Regions from separate parts of the Takifugu rubripes genome. Here region 1 is linked to region 2. A link is a contact called in public Hi-C data. All regions are on one chromosome and are shown on one strand. The core of a region is the stretch at or near the end of the contact, and the rest is flanking DNA. Distances in the headings are between cores, read along the strand shown. Region 1 holds the start of LOC101074049 (PQ-loop repeat-containing protein 1). Region 2 holds the start of dyrk4 (dual-specificity tyrosine-(Y)-phosphorylation regulated kinase 4).

Evidence for each region. Hi-C and Micro-C count contacts between places; a contact is called where the count stands out from the background.
Region 1: a contact with region 2 is called in a Hi-C map of an unstated tissue, with 5 times the contacts expected there. The contact joins the promoter of LOC101074049 here to the promoter of dyrk4 in region 2. A contact is called at or near these places in 2 of 2 Hi-C or Micro-C datasets (muscle and an unstated tissue).

What each region holds. Positions count from the first base shown.
Region 1 is chr9:5,011,247-5,013,946 of fTakRub1.2, reverse strand. LOC101074049 (PQ-loop repeat-containing protein 1) reads left to right here and starts at 1,371. Exons shown (of 5, transcript XM_003967183.3): 1 at 1,371-1,641. hsbp1b (heat shock factor binding protein 1b) reads right to left here and starts at 1,330. Exons shown (of 4, transcript XM_029841486.1): 1 at 1,145-1,330; 2 at 243-309; 3 at 1-69. The coding sequence starts at 1,189.
Region 2 is chr9:4,819,263-4,821,962 of fTakRub1.2, reverse strand. dyrk4 (dual-specificity tyrosine-(Y)-phosphorylation regulated kinase 4) reads left to right here and starts at 1,367. Exons shown (of 15, transcript XM_029841882.1): 1 at 1,367-1,464; 2 at 1,697-1,766. The coding sequence starts at 1,433.

The sequences.
Region 1 (2,700 bases), core at 122-2,621, 190 kb before region 2:
CGCCTGCTTGGGTCATCAGATCCGCAATGTTCTTCTCCAGGTCGTCGATGCGTGTGCTCATCTCATCAAGTGAGGCAGCAGTTCAGGAACATAACTGACACCAGAGCCTACAAACTACATGTGCAGGTCATTCGCATCTCTTTGGAGCTCTTCACATAAAATTTAAATTCAAACATTTTCCTCTTTTCTCTTTGTAGGTAAACTGTTTCAATGGCACTTTTTAAATCAAAAAGGCAGGATATTTCTCCCGATGATCTGGTCCGACATGGTCTGGAACTTGTCCTGCATTTGTTGCAGGAGCGTCTGCACCTGCAGGAAACACAACATACATGCTTTTAATGCAAACGCCCGCCTCTTGATTTGTTTATCCCAAAACTGGCAACTATACATCCAATTTTGGTTCAGACAAAGTGCGCTGCTTTGGGGAACTATATAAAAACTGCCTGCATTAAATTTTCAAGAGTACATCAACAAGCCAAAACAACATTCCACTCAAATGCACCATGTCGGTTGCGTATGCACGATAAAGAAAAGCTGCAGGACAATGATAACAATAGGACACAGTTTCCTTGACAACAATGCAACAGCTTTGTAAGCACAGGAGGCGGTGATCCTCCATTAGCGTGAAAAGCATCATGGAGGATCATAAATGCGCTACATTTTCTACTGTTGTAAATACTGCGATATCAATATAATATAAATTTAAATAGTAATATTAAAAAAAATGTGAATCGGGCTTAGCAATATGATCAAGTCATTATTTAATGTATCAATTCTTTTGAATAAGAACAATATAAAAGGAAACTAGTTTTTGGTTTGTAAAAGGTCTATATAACTGCTTTAATATGCATAGCAGACAGAATAAGAGAATTCGATTATGTGACATTAAATGCATGTCATTTCTAGTCCACTGATGTCATTTATGCGACCGAGAAACCATTACATAACAGAGCTAAACACAAACTGTGATGTATTTACTTGATAAACAGATCTATATAAACAAACACGCGAACCAATGTCAGAATATCTCTTAAAGAAATGCCACGATCTGTTTTAAACTCGTATCCTTCCTTATGGTTGACGACTCTATTAGCATTACAGCTAAGCTACTGCAGCTAATTCTAGCTTCGTGGTCACGACTCACCACATTTGTGAGGTCCTGCATTGACTTGGGGTCCGTATCTGCCATGCTGTGGTGTAAATAATGATCAGTATGCTAAAATTCGGGGACCGGTCCACGGAGTGCGCCGCTATCAGTTTACTTAGCAGGTCAAAATAGTCGTTTCTCACACAACCCACCGTACAGTCAGCTGGTGTCACAATACTGGAAATCTCGCGAGAACTGCGTCGTTATTAGAAACGTATTCGCGTTTCAAATGAGGAGTGAGTCCGCCAGTAGTTGCGTTTACTTCGCATTCAGACAGGCTGCATTACGTAAATAAAACGAGCAGTTCCTTAAAAATACGTAAAGTGGTATTTTAAAAAACCAAAACTAGATTGTGGAGTTTTTGTTTGCGCATGTTCCTTTCCATCGTGTGCACGAACTGTGGAACTGGTCTCGTCAAAGACCCAAGTTTGTTTTACTATCTCACTACTGGTGGAAATGCCTTGTTTTGATATGGTGAGGAAAAGTAACTGAAGGTACGTAAAGCTGAAACCTGCCTCTAGTAAATAAAAATATTACTACTACTACTACTACTACTACTACTACTGCTTTTCTACGTACTTCCCAATTCTGAAGTCTTCACAAGGAGCTGACGTCTGACCAATGGACTCCTCAGAAAGAACCTTTTAAAGTTAAAAGAACCTCTGACTAAGGTTGCAGGTGTTTTTAGAACAATTATATTGCAACAAAATGTGTTTTTACTTGCAAACTTTTTACTTGCCAAGTTGCTTAAAACCGACGTATGTATGTTCAGACATGAGCTACCCAACCCCAGGAAACTATCTTTAATCACAATAATAAAAAAAACAAACATGAGGCATATGGTAACACAAGTCAACTGAAAACAAGAAAATAGCTAAATGGTACATTTTAAAAAACGTTTAGAGTAATTTAAAAACTGGGAAATCAATAAAGTTGTCCGATTATGGAGTCATGTTGCGTTAACATTGTTTAAGCTTTTACCAGATGTCTTTGCCTGTCTTAAACTAAAATTCTACCTACCTTTCTCTAATATGTGTTAAAAGAAGACAAGTAAATATTGTTTTAAAAAAATCATGAAAAGCTCTAGCTACTTTACAATTAAAGAAACACCCACGTGATACACACCCAGTCTACAATAATTTTGAAGACCTGTTTTTCTGTAGTTCGACAAAGTCAAACTCCCGTATACCACATACAGTATAGTTATAATGCAGCCTGAAACAGGACAGGCTTTTTTATTCTATATATTTGCAACCAGTGATGTACAGCCATACACCAGAGATGCAATACTTTTCTAAATGACAGATTGAAATCGAATTAAACAAACCAACTTTGCTTTAGTAGAGCTAGATTTATTACATCAACTGATGTGTGACGGGGTCACATATAGAATCACTCCTGAAGTACAGAGGTACAGTAGCATTTGCGGTAGTGCTGAAATACCATATTATCTGCAGTCATTACCACTGTTGTAAAAGTAAAGTGTTTGTGTCTGTGTGGTTGAGTAAGGGCAAGCGATGATCCAAGTACCTTTATCTGTTTTAGCTGGTGCT
Region 2 (2,700 bases), core at 118-2,617:
AAAGAGCGCGCAGATTTTTCGAAAAGACCGGGGTGAAGCATGAGACAGGACGGTAGGCTCCACGTTGTGTTACTGTATTGACCGCTGGATTAAAGTTATAAAAAGAACCCACCCATGCACGCCTGGACAGTCAATTATTGTATCCAAGTGTGCAACATTTGTGACATCTGCGAATGGTTTATTTAATCCTGCAATTTATTTATAATTGATGACATAAGGTATACATCTAATGTAAAATTGGCCAATTATTTTAAATACAAATGTTAAAGACAATTTAAATACAAACACAGAGGCAGTTTTAGACCTGTGTTTGCCATTTAGGATGGGAGGTTTTTTCAGATAGATACAAATCCCTCATAAAATATTTACACTGTATCGATTACAGTTGCTTTACTGGGTGCTTTCATATTCTCATCTTCAGCTTAAGGCAAACGTGGGAAACACTTAAATCCTGTTCTTTGTAAATCTTACTTTTGTAAAACTCACTGCGTGTACTAGTATGTTAGTCGAAAAGAAACGTCTTTGTAAATGTTTTGTATTTAGATAGTCTAATGTCCTTTTTATTAAAAGCATTGAGATGAAGATTAAAAAGACTTCCTTCCCCTGTTTTTGAGTTTTTAACAGGACCTTAAGATCAAAGGTACAAATTTTAACCTTTGATTTTGTAAGAAAAAGATGCAGACGGCAAGAAGGTATATGTAAACAACAGCACGCATGGTATACATGATAACGTAGGGTTGTTGTTATTTTTAATTTTAAAGGGAAACTCTGAATGTAGTCAAGGATGGAACTATTTTATCTCAGTTTTGGTGTAATTTGACTGCGGAATTCCATCTCCGAGCTTATATTTCCAGGGTTCTGGGACTCTTTAGAGTTGATTATAGGAACCACAGTTTCATAACGAATCTATACAAATTCTACATGAAATCGAAACGTGGTTTCCCTTTATAAAGTCATTATAATTCTTTTTAAGGGACAAAACGATATAGAACAATTTTCTGTTATCAGCATTGTACTCTTGTGGTTGTCTGAAGCTTTGAACTCTTATTATAAATAAATAAAGTGTGTTTTATAATTTAAAAAAATAAATATGTCCTGGTGTAGTTCTATCTTTATTGCTGTTATTATATTGGAGAAGAAAGTACCTCCAACGATTAACATCCACGTGACTGAGCCACAACATTATTTCCGTGTGTGCACCGTATGGAAAATCCATATCTCTTTTGTCTCGCGCTCTCGTGCTGTCGCTCCCACCTCCTCTCCCCCCCTCTCTTTCTCCAACGCCGAGAAAGACGTTGGGGGGGGGGGGGGGGGGTCGTGTGTGTGTGTGTGTGTGTGTGCATGCCTGTGCGCGCGCTCTGTCTCCGTCACACTACACCTTACCCAATGTGGCGCGCGACAGCCGTGTGACATCCTGTTGATTTATTTCACCATGAGCGCGCCGAACAAGTCAACCGACAAAAGGTTAGTGTTGCATTTGTTGACAATTCACGTTATTTTGAAATAGTTTTGATGAAGTTTTGAAAATTTCCTACACTATATAAAGCCTAAGTTATAATCAATATTTGGTATAACACTGGAGACACACTTTGGGAACTGTTTGTCGACTTGAAGACTAAAATATGGCCCAAAAGGTGTCAGTGTAATGCAGATTGATTTAAGGAATGTCATTTACTTTATATTTTCTTTTGAACAGAAATGTCTTTAAAAAAAGGCTGGATAAGGTATTAAAGGAGAGAAAAAACACCTTTCCACTTCTGGTCAAGGTAAGATGATTTAAACCAACATGTGACAATATTTGTCCCATCCTCAAATATGATGCCCTGACCTGCAGGTCATGAAACACAGTCTCTTTAAGTGATTGTGCATCGCTAAACAGAAGTGATTTATGAACTTATGTGATATTTTGTCTGCAAAGAAAGCTTGTCTTCTTTTTAGATTGTACATAAACTCTCAAAGACCACATGATGCAGTCCTTTGCTCTGACACAACGTTGGTAATCACCTTGGCCCCCTGTAAGGATTTGCCCCACATAAAGTGATTGAACTCCTTTTGGAACTGTTTGGTGTTTGACATTTGGTCGACTCAAAATTGGGTTTTGAGTGGACTAAATCTTCCTTATTAAGACACCAGTTACATCATCACACAAAATATACAAATGTATTGCACCCCCATAAACACCCAAATTCTCTGATTGTGTTCAAATGCCTACAATGTTAGTAGCAGTAATTACTACCAAGGTTACATTTCACTTTGTTTACCAGTAAAGTAGAATGCTTCTTGTGTTGTCACTTAATTATTTTAGGGTTTGGGCCCTTTTAATAAAATTACAGAGTAACATAAATCAAGTATGAAAGTAATTAGAATCTTAAATACTTTTTAAAATGTAGAACTCCGATTAACTCCAAGATCCTAACCTCAGTTATTAGTCACTGTACTTCATGAACTGCTTCACAGTATTGTTTACCTGCATAGACCAACACACCTGACCTGGCCTTCACCCCTACAGACTGCAGAAAACGGAGTGCACCCCCCCACCCCCATGATTTTGATGAACGCAGCCCCTGATAGGGTTACTCATCGCAGCATTGTCCCCTGCTGACACCGGACCCCCCAAATTAAAACCTGTCATTTAGACACGCAGGTCTCACGTCTGCAGCTTCACCAAACCCTGGGGTTAATGCTGACATTTTCCACTAG